2 separate regions of the Anser cygnoides genome follow, and region 1 is linked to region 2. Evidence: chromatin contacts called from public Hi-C data. All regions are on one chromosome and are shown on one strand. Each heading gives the region's core, a stretch centred on a gene start, on an enhancer-like site or on the middle of the called end of the contact. The rest is flanking DNA. Distances are from core to core; before and after follow the strand shown.

Region 1 (5,536 bases), core at 329-2,828, 180 kb after region 2:
TATGTCCAAGGAGCAAGGCACAGCTCACACTGTACTAGCAGAGTGGCATCAACTTGAGATTAAAGTGCATAGATGCTTTATCAGCTTAAGCGTGGGACATTCAGAGTCATGGCTGGTAAACACTTTGTGAAGCCTGCAAGAAAACAAACAAAAACAGGGTGTTAATGACAAAGCAGCAACAATATCCTGAGGGAAACACATGGAAACCCTCTCCTTAGTGCAGTCTGAGGTATCAGCGGAGGTTTTTTCTCACAGGCAGAGTCTCTCCTCCCAGCGAGAGGCACAGAAGTAGCCTGGGTCTCTCCTGGGAGAGGACAGCCTTCCTCCCAGGTCCTCCTCCCCACGCAGAGCTCTGCCCAGCCTCCAACCCCACCTCCTCCTGGGTGAGGAGGGAGCTTTTGTGCTCCACCGAGCCCTTCCCCAGCATCCTGCCAGCTCCCTCATGGTCAGGGAGAGGGATGCAAGGGGGGTTTCCCACCTCAGCCCACACACCCCTCAGCCCGCAGACTCCCCTGGTGCCTCCAGCAGCACCCAAGGGTGCCCAGGGGGCTGCTTCTCCCCCCGCCCACCTACAAGGGGGGAGGCAGGGGTTCACAGCACGCTCACTGCCTGTTACCAGCAGGATCTCCGCACAGCCCGTGACATGCTAAGCAACTCCAAGGAGCGAGGAGAGGCAACTCCCGTCCCTAATTACAGCAGGGCTCGCTTCTCACCACTAGATCTACGCACAGCCAGCGAGCCTGGAGAAGCACAAACATCCCGTCAGTACTGAGAAGCTCAAAGCTCACCCACCTCACGGCAGCCTGCCTACAGCCCGTGAATCTCCCTGTATTAACCAACAAACCGAGGCCATAAACCAGCTGAACATCGCTCCCGTGCAGCCTTCACTTATTCCTTATTTATTTTGTGACTTAACTACGCAGTTACTATGCACCTTACATTAAAACAGTTTCATATCTGAGCTCCCGCAGCTCATGAGGACTCTCACAGTTAAACACCGCTCCAATAGCGCACTGAAGTAATAATTAACTAAGCTAAATTAATTAACCCCCCCCCCGCCAGAGGGCTACGGGACCGCTCCGTCCAGGCCCAGAAGGCAGCGGGAGGGACACGGGGGGGGGACCCCAACCCCTTCCCCAAACAACAACCCCGCAAACGAGCGGGGAGCACCGGCTCTGGAAGGTGCAGGGAAACGAAAATAAGGCAGAAAAAGAAAAATATATATATATAAATAAATAACAACAATAAAGCAGGAGGCAGAGCGAGGAGCCCCGCCGCCGCCAGGCGGCTCCCACCAGCCCCACACGCCCCGGCAGCCCCGCTCCGCGCCGGCAGGGAGGCACCGGGCCGGGGGGGGGGACACGAGGACACGGACCCCAAACCCGGGGCCCCGATCCCAAACCCAGGCCGCCCCCCCCCCCGGGTGCCGGTCCCCGCCCGGCGCCCACCTGCGCGCGGCCGCTCCCGCCGCTGCCGCTCCCGGCGCCGGGCGCGCGCCGTGCCCGCGCCGCCCTTTGTTGTGGGGGGGGTGCGCGGCCCCGCCCCCTGCCGCCCCGCCCCTCCGCCAATGGGAGGCGCCGCCGCCGCCTGTCGCTAACGCACGTGACGGCGGGGGGGGGGGGGGGAAGGGGGCGGGGCTGCGCTGTGAGGGGAGGCTCCGCCCCTCCCGCGCCCCGGGCGGTGCCTGCCCGGGGAGGGAGCCCGCTGAGGGGCTGAGGGGGTCCGCTGGGTTCCCTCAGGGTGAAGGGGGAGGTCACAGCGGCTCCGAGTTAAGCGCGAGGCTGAAAATTAAAAAAATAAACGCCCCCAGAGGGTTGATCGTCTACCCCAGGGTTGCGTTGTGTCACGACACGTCAAATAAAGCTGCACAAAGCACACGGCGCTGACGGGAGCCGTCATGTCTAGCCGCTGGGTCAGTGACAACAGAAGCATTAAAGGCAGGAGCCGTTGTTTATTATTGACGGCTATATTTCAGAATTGGGCGTTAATCAATTAGCATGATGTGTTTTGCCAGCGTAGGCGAGCCCCGGGGTTGTACACAAGAGACAAGCCCCCGGTGAAGTTCAAAGGCCAGTGTTTATATTTTAACATCCCCTGAGAGGTAATTAAAGGGATGGAGCTCTCCTCAGCTTCTCTCATTCCACCTTTAATTGCCCGTCATCACAAAATGGTGGGAGCAACGGCCCTTGCTGTGCCTTCCCCCAAATCCCCTCGGCGGGATGGGGGCAGATCCGAGAGCTGCCCTCTGCTCTTTTGCTCCAGACCTTAGGCCCGTGAGCGGTTATAGACCAAATAAATTACACGTGTGGACTTCAATCCCTGCTGGCCAAGAGCCTGGGGGTTTCATCCCGCCCTGGCTGAGGTCAACGACAAATTTAATGGTGATTGCGACGGAGCGGGTTGTGGCCTCAGGCGCTTTATCCCGGGTTGCTCACATCAATTAGTCTTCCTATTGAGTCTAATGGTTGGTAGTTCAGGCCGGCCGACAGCAGAAGAAATACGGTCACTGCGGTGTGGGGTTTGCTGGACACAAAAGCTGACAAGCTTTCCATAAGGAATCTGATGTTTGTATTTGCATTACGGAAAAAAAAAATAAATTATGAAGCGATCTTCAGAGCCGGCGAACTGCTTCCAGCAATGCAGGCAGCTGCCCGGTGCAGACTTTTGGTACAAGTCAGCAGAGAGCCCGTTGTGCTTTCTGTGTGCTCAGTGACACAGCCATTGCTGTGGCTGCAAAAATTGCCGTGTACTTCCCTAGCACTCTGCATGTCATAAGAGCAGTAAGTGGCTGGGCAATATTCCCCCGTGATTTTAAACTACATCGATTTTTCTAGATCCTACACATTAATGCGAAGCATGATCTGCTGCCTGGGTCCCCGCTACAGCAGTGTTTAGCAGGCACAATGTATGTCTGGCCGTGGCGTACAGGGATATTGACCTTCCTAGTGCAGGATCTGCAAGGTACAATGAGCGCATTGAGCTCCTAACAAAGCCCTGCCATGTGTCGTGCCTCTCGGAGAGGCCCGACTGCTCGGTCATGCCTGTTTAAGGGGTAGGTGAGAATGCAGATCGATCCCCATGTTAGGAACGCTGGGTGGCAGGAGGGAGAGCGATGCGAAATAGCACTTGCACGAACTAAAAAAAAATAAACTTTGGGGAAGACATATCCTCCAGACAAAGATATATGAAAAATCTATGCAAGCTGTATGTAACAAGCCTCTTTATATCACTCTGAGTGATTTCTATGAACAAATCAATCATTTGTACGCAGCACGAGCCCAGCATAACTGTACAGGAACCTCCAAAGCATTCATCTTTTCTGATAAATGTCTCACTGGTTTAAGGTCAGTGCAGTGCGGCAACCAAAATCAACACTTCACTTTAATACTCGGTTAAAAACATATGCCCTGAGCCTGATTGTCATTGAGACTGAGTCTAATGCCTTCTCCACGTGCAAGACAGCTTCCACCTGGCTGTGGCAGAGAGATTTTGAAGGATTCTGCAAGATCACTGCTGTTGGATAGGTCTTGGTCCATCCTGCTGAAAGCAATGTGCAGAAATAGCTGGGGTTTCATGATTTCAGAAATATCTCAATTTTATAATTAACCACAATTAAATCCTTTTTTTATTTTCATAAGAAAAGGGTATTAGATGCTGTTCAAAAGATTCCAGGCTTTCCTGCCTCAAATTTAAGCACATAAACTACCACCCTGTTGTTTAAAGCCTGAGTGGTCTGGACAGATCCAAGCACAAAAAAGCCCAGTCTCACACTTGTGTCTGTGTACAAAATGTTCTGTTCTGAAAGCGGACTTTTAGATTTAAACATCAACCTCAGTTAAAATGGCCACTTCCTTTTCTGCTTTTCTTCCTTCAACTTTGGTTAGTGCAAAGCTTTCTGCAACATTGGCTTAAAGATACCAGATTGATCGTTCCCGTTGTAAGTCACAAGTTTGTAATGCTGTTTTCCCAAACAGCAAGTTAAAATTTTGAGCAAGACCAGGCCTTTCCAGATTTTTATACAAAACAGGTGTTAGGGACCTGTTTCTATATTTCTAGAGCATGAACTAAGCAAAATTCAAGAATCCAATTTGGACTTGACTAGGAGCCTCATAATTTGGCTGACTGAGATCCAAGGAAGCAGAAATTACTGGATCTGATTCTCCAAACCAGACTGAAAAAGTTGGGGCTTCAGTTTTCTGGGGAAGAACTATTATCTGAAACCATTAAACCTGTGATCCTTCTCAGAAAAAGAGTCCTTGGTTGAGACAGGGGAGAATACTTTTTCCTTAGAAGCTGTCAAAAAGCAATTACTTCTTTTCCTATTGTTAGAGAGCAAACCCAGGTATTATTCTGTCTTCACATTTTCATTGGCAGGGAGCCACTGTAAATCATAGCCAGATTAAAAAATAACGGTAAGCTTTAGCCATGCTTCGAGCTCTTTTCCTTGACTCAGTCAAAATAAAAACCCTTTCAGAAGGCTGGTCTGAATACCTCTGGGCTTTTTTTGTGCTGCCTTCAGTGACGGTGTCTGAATTGTGAGCTGAGGCTGGCGGTACAGGGCATCGCAGGAGCTGGTGCTGTACCGAAGTATGGGCAGCAGAGAGACAGAGGCTGGTGCTTGTTTTTGTGTCATTGTGTGAACGATTTATCTGCTTAGCCCCGAGGCGTTCGTCAATCATTTTCCATTGGGACTGGCTGCCCTCTTTCATACTTGTGTCCCGTACTACAAAAAGTCTGGCAGTTTCACCGCTCTTCTCTGAACCTGCCCTCTCCTTCAGCACTCTCTATAAAAGAACCTGTGATACCTCTGGGCACAACCAAGAATGGGCACAACCACACCTGAGTGGTTTTGGCTTTGCCCCCTAATCAGAGAGGCTTTCCAGAAGCACACCTCCTGCCCAAGACAGTCAAGGAGAGCTGTCCTGTCATCCAAAGGAGAAAACACCTGGGGATTTTTGACTTTGGGCATTAACTTGAGTTTATTACATTTATGAAATTTCTACACGCTGTTTATGAAATTCCTAACACATCGGTGTTTGATGGGTTATTAACATGGTTATTAACCCTTCAATTTTTTTGTTCTTTTGTTCAGTGTGATGAAATACGATGATGTGCATCCCACGGTCGGCATATAGGCCAGCGTGCTTCACCCAGTGCTGGGGAAAGCTGCTGCAGCTTCATGTCTGTAAGAAGTTGTTCTCTGCCTACTACAAGATGAGCTTAGGAAGAACTTACCTTGGTGCCGTGATTTATTTTCCTGTGCTGGATTTATCTTCGTAAGGATTAATGTTCAGTGAAGGGATAAGTAGGTCTCTTTGTTGGTAGCATATCTGTGTTTTAAATCATGTGGGAATGACAGATGGTGATGAAATAACAGAAGTGTGTGCGCAGAGAGCTTCCTCCTTAAATTGTGAGCTCAAAGCGTGTTTTGTTGTGTGGCTAGCCATGCTTAAAACCCTTTATTGATTTTTTTTTGCACAGCCACAGTATCTGCAGACACACACTGTATACATCTCTGAGGCATTTCTAGCCCGAC
Region 2 (5,232 bases), core at 168-2,667:
TATTCCTGTGTAATGGTATGAACATGTATTTTTGGTAAGTCATTCTACTGTCTGAATTTTTTATTTCATCCTACTGCTACACATAACCCCAAAAGAACTGTAATTAAAGTGTATCACAGGAAGAATAAATACTCTAGTTTTTGGCTTGTTCTTTTTATGCATGTGATTGTATGTTCAGTGTGATCAGGCTCACAATTCTTCTGGTGCTCCTTATACTGAGGCAGATTTCATGGTTTGCATGGATTTTCCACCCAACAACTTTCATGGAAAATACTTGAACTAAGGAAATCTACCAGTAAAATATATATATGTGTGTGTATAAAATAATAATAAGCCTGGATTCCTTGTAGAGGAAGATGTGATGATTATGCTTTATTTTTATTGCTGTTACTTTTCATAGCTGCAGAGTCGAATGCAGAATCAGTATTTCCTTGTACTCGGCAACAATTCAAGATAAGCATCAAAGTGATTAAAAGTAGCCATGTAAAGGATGTAACCTCCTGTTACGCTGCTGTAGGTTTATTCTGCCACCAGCTACTGCAGTATAACTGCTAGCATGAAGTCCAGATCTTGGCAGGTAAAACATTTCCAGTCAAACATCATCATTTCCATAACATGGAGTATTTGGAGCTATTGCCACGGTAAGTAGGATGAGGTGCAACTGGTGGTTGTAAGCCACAGAACAATTAAAGCTCAATCCCTAGAAATGTATTAATGCTCTTTCCAGTTATTTAAGCTGTTGAGATAGGCTGGGACATCTACAGTACCCAGAAACGATATGCATTCATCTCTGTTTATACCACTGGGAAAGGCACTGCCATCTGCCTTTCTCCATCTACTCTTTGCTCTTTGTAAGATGAGCCCAGCTCCAGTGTCATATGAAGATTTATTGCTAGCGATCTGCTTCAAGTTGTTTTCTGGTCACCAACAGCTTGTTTGGAATCCCTTTTCTCCTCGCTGTTGGCTGGTGCCACCGTGGGACTTTGGCTTGTCAGAGTTATTTTATACATCATTAGCTCAGCAGTGCAGGGGACGACTCCTTTCCCATAGAAGAGTAATTCTTTCTCAGAAGACACATGTAAATCTTGGCTGTTGAGACAGTGGTTTTTTGCAGATTTCCTTGAAAACTGAATAGTCGGGATTTTATTCCTCACCGCCTCACGTCTTGTGCTATCATTTATAGCCCTGCCAAAAGCGTGCAGAAAACCACAGGGCTGGGGCGCGCTAACCTCTGAGGCTGCTTGCGTTGCCACCCCGGCTCCCTCGTACACTGGTCTCCCTTACTTCTTCTAATGGGATTTCAGCTTCATTTCCTTTAATGATCAAAAGTGGGCGGCACGGTTTAGCCCTGAAAAGGAGCGATCCCACAGCCCCGGCTGCAGCAGGGAGAGGAACTAGGGCAGAGGCCAGCTGGGCTGCGGCCAGGGCTGGCTGCTGCCTTCCCCGGCTGGAGCGCTCCAAGGTGAAATATAACCGGGCACACTAGAAAACTAGAGGCTGTAAATAGAACAAAACAAATAAACGTGTTTAAAAAATAAAAAAAAAAAGGACTGCAAGAGCTGGTCGCTTTTCAAACACTCTTCCTATTTTTTGGAAAAGTCATCACTTCATTTTTTTAGCAATGCGCAGTCCGGTTCTCAGCACTGCCTTTTCCTCAAGGTGAAACAGGGCGGGATCTGCATGGATCCAACACAGATCCCAGTCCAACGTGGGTCAGATTTTCTTTCTTATTCCTCCTCGGGATACAGAGACTCGAGTGTGGTCCTGGTGGAGCCCATGAGTTTATCCAGGTGGGATCAGGACACAGAAATTCTCACTGTGGGTGCCTCGGTGGCTAGCTGCTGGCGTTGGGATGCCTGGGGTCTAATTTTCAGAGGGCAAGAGCTGATCTGCCCTTGGGACCCATGAGATCTCAGTACCTTCAGCACTGCCTTTATGATTCTCCTGCGTTAGGGTTAGATGTTTAGAATAATTTCTCCAAAATCTGGTTTGGTTTCTGGTTTGCAGGCGGTCTGGTAACACAGCAGAGCACACGTAGCAGGGAAACTGGGCCTACAGGGAGCCAGCTCTGCTCTAACAGCAGCAAAGTTGTGAGCCTTCCCTCCACACCCCGATTGCTTCAAAGGCGAGGTGGGCCCAAGTGCATGCCAATATTCATTAGCCCAGAGCTCTATCAAGCAAGCTGTCAGCCTGACTCGAAGCATTTTCCATTCAATTTTTGTCTTCACATCCCCCTACTTGTCTCCCTTTCATTTTTTCCCCACGAGCTCTGCCCATCGTTATCAAGAACAACGCTTTCTGGAGTAGCCTAGAAGAACGTCAGCAATTCCTTTCTCTTCCATTATTTCCATTTCTTTTTAATTAAAACACGATTTATTTCAATCTCCCTGCACTGTAGCAATATCAATGAAACAATGCATGTCCCACCCAGATAATGGAGAATGGTTCCCCCTGTTATTAATCCATGCTATTTGTTAAATTCCAATACTGTTTCCTTTATTTAATGGCTGCACAAATTACCTCCTGGGGGATGCTGCAGCGTTATTAAAGCTTATCTCTCTTGGGCCTAATTCTCTCTTGGTTTCTTGTTAGCCATTTATACTCATGCAAAGTGTACATCAAACATTAGGAGGAGTGTATATTCGTGATTTGGTAGTGTTTCACCTGCCTCCAAAAAAGCCTACTGAAGGTGATGCTGGCAATAGCATACTTCTGGCCCAAGATCTCTTTTGCTGCATTCGCACTTGCAGGGCCATGGGGATAAAGGACAGGCTGCAGAAGCGCACTGGTGACCCTTCCACCAGCCAGCAGTGCCTTGGCAAGTCACAGCGGAGACTCAAAATCTTTGTCACAGGATCATAAACTCATCCAGGTTGGGAAAGACCTTCAAGATCACCAGTCCAACCATCACCCCGACGCACCAAGTCCCATCACCGAACTCTGTCCCTCAGTGCCACGTCCACACATCTCTTAAATACCTCCAGGGATGGGGACTGCACCACTTCCCTGGGCAGCCCATTCCAGTGCTTGACCATCCTTTCTGTGAAGAAATGATTCCTGTTATCCAGTCTACACCTCCCCTGGCACAACTTGAGACCATTTCCTCGTGTTGACGGAGACCAAGTTGGTAAGACCTAGAAGGATGCTTCCAAAAGCGCATTTACACATGTAACAACACTTCCAACAACATTTACACACCTAAGCTTCTCCAGAGGACTTGTTAGGATGATGTTTCTAAGGGGCAGATAGGCACTTAGTGGAATTGTCCAGGGAGTCAGTGCTCCTCACAACCAGTGGGTTCCCACCGTGATCATTTTTGTGACGGAGACAGGTCTCAGGTCATGGCTCCACTGAGGGGAGCATTCGAGGTGATGCTAATTACAGGCACACCTTCCTCGGACATCTGTCTGCTGCTGCAGGCTGCCCCTTTGCTTTGTCGGTTTAAAAATATAACCCTGGGGGACAAAATGTGCTGACTGCTCAGAGCTGGACCAGTTTCACAATCAGCCCCACAAAGAGCTCTTTTGGCGACCCTGACAGGGCGGTGTATTGGGATTTGGGGACTGGGGACTTGTGGCGAGGGTGGATGGAGGAGGATGGCAGTGGGCTCTGCGGTTTTGCTGCCCGTCTTCTTGGTGGTTACACTGCAGATTTGGAAATATATTCCAGTTGGAGCTGATTTGCTGGGGGGCTCGTGAGAGAATGGCTGTTTTGCAGGCAGCGTGTAAGGGTGAATTACCATACAGAATGCATGGGAACTGTGGAATGAAATATCCGAATGTACGTGAGCCCCTGTTTATGCTTACAAGCACACTCTAGATTATTCCTTCATGAGAGGCTGCAAGAAAGAAGCCAGAACAAAAGGGGGGAAAGAATAAATGAGAATCATTCACAACTCTTGTCAATTAGCCAGTGACGCAGTATGTCAAAAAAAATAAAAAAATAAAATAAAATAGAGGGAGGGGATTTCTAAAACCCACCAGCACACAGCCCCATTTGTGCCCAGTACTGGCCCGTAACTATTGCTATATGCAGAAGGACAGCAAATAATTAACATAAAACTGGTTAGTTATTACTTGGGCCTGGAGCCAAGCCATGTTATAGCTGATTTACCGTAAAGGCTTATCTGCGCCAGCCCTGTTCCCACCCTTGCTCTGGTCCCAGCGCTGCTCCAGCCGCAGTAAGAGCCGTGGAAGCTCGTGTTAGACCGGGTGCAGGCATTTTTACTGCCGGGTGGCCTCCTCGCCTTGTGCAGTCATGTGTGCGCAGCGCCGTGTGTGGATGGATGTTTTACAGCCTCTCCTCAGAAACGGCATTAATGTGCACACCGGCAGCCAGCATCTAAAAATCATTTCCATCGAGTGATTTCAGTGAATAAGGAAGACAGATTACGAGGCTTGTTATTATGCTACTGTGAGGGGCTTTAAAAAGGAAAACGTTTTTCCTGGCGTGGTGTAAATACCTCACCATGACATTGCAGTCACAGGCTGGGAAACCATCACAGCCACACGCGAGAAAGTCAGCGCCACAAAAACACAAAATCTCTCCCTCTCTTTGGTCTTCCCGACCTAACCTTCCTAAAGGAAAACCTATTTACGTCCAAAGGTTTTCGTGTCCGTGGCTTGTTGTTTACCTCAGAAGCTCACGCTTTGTTTACAGCCTGCCCCTCGTCTCTCACTGCTCCAAGGCTACGTACTCACCAGGGGACCCAAAATCAGGTTTGGGTGGCTGAACACACACCGATGTCTCAGGGGGCTCAGAATTAGGGATGGCATTTGGAAATGTAAACCCAAGTCTCTAAAAGTGAGCAACGAGTTAAACAATAAACCATATCAGGTAGCCTGTTTATTACCACATGGCTATTTCCACTCCTGTTCTCCATAAAGTTGTGCCAGCACTTTCATTTTAAACACTGTTTTTCATTAGTTTATATAACACAGCTGTAAATGTTTTTTCAGGCTGAAACTTGGCATTCAAAGTCACGAGGGAGAAGCTAGAAAAAAAAAAAAAAAGAAAAAAAAAGAAACCACCCCTGGCTAAGCTGTTTTTGGATGATGTAAAAATGAAGCTGCTGGGAGTTTTGCAGGGAACAGGTATGTCCAACTCAATAAAAGCTTTGGATTAAGATGTGGTGGAAACACAAACAGCCTCAGCAGAAGTTCTCCACGAAGCAGCGATCCTGGAAGAGGTCAGCGCACGGGTCTACGTGGTGAGTCTTGAACTGGAATGGAA

The links. A called contact is a pair of places that touch in the nucleus more often than the background predicts.
Region 1: a contact with region 2 is called in a Hi-C map of liver, with 2.9 times the contacts expected there. The contact joins the promoter of TP53INP1 here to the enhancer-like site in region 2. A contact is called at or near these places in 2 of 7 Hi-C or Micro-C datasets (both in liver).

The regions. Positions count from the first base shown.
Region 1 is chr2:139,282,850-139,288,385 of Taihu_goose_T2T_genome, forward strand. It overlaps TP53INP1 (tumor protein p53 inducible nuclear protein 1), which reads right to left and starts at 1,579. Exons shown (of 4, transcript XM_066990605.1): 1 at 1,449-1,579; 2 at 1-133.
Region 2 is chr2:139,100,979-139,106,210 of Taihu_goose_T2T_genome, forward strand. No RefSeq gene overlaps it. Among named protein-coding and RNA genes, the nearest start is that of DPY19L4, 39 kb to the right of the region's middle. Within about 2 kb of position 1,418, at least 3 of the 3 cell types and tissues checked have open chromatin away from gene starts, as enhancers often do. A contact at or near this core is called in liver, where this site is marked.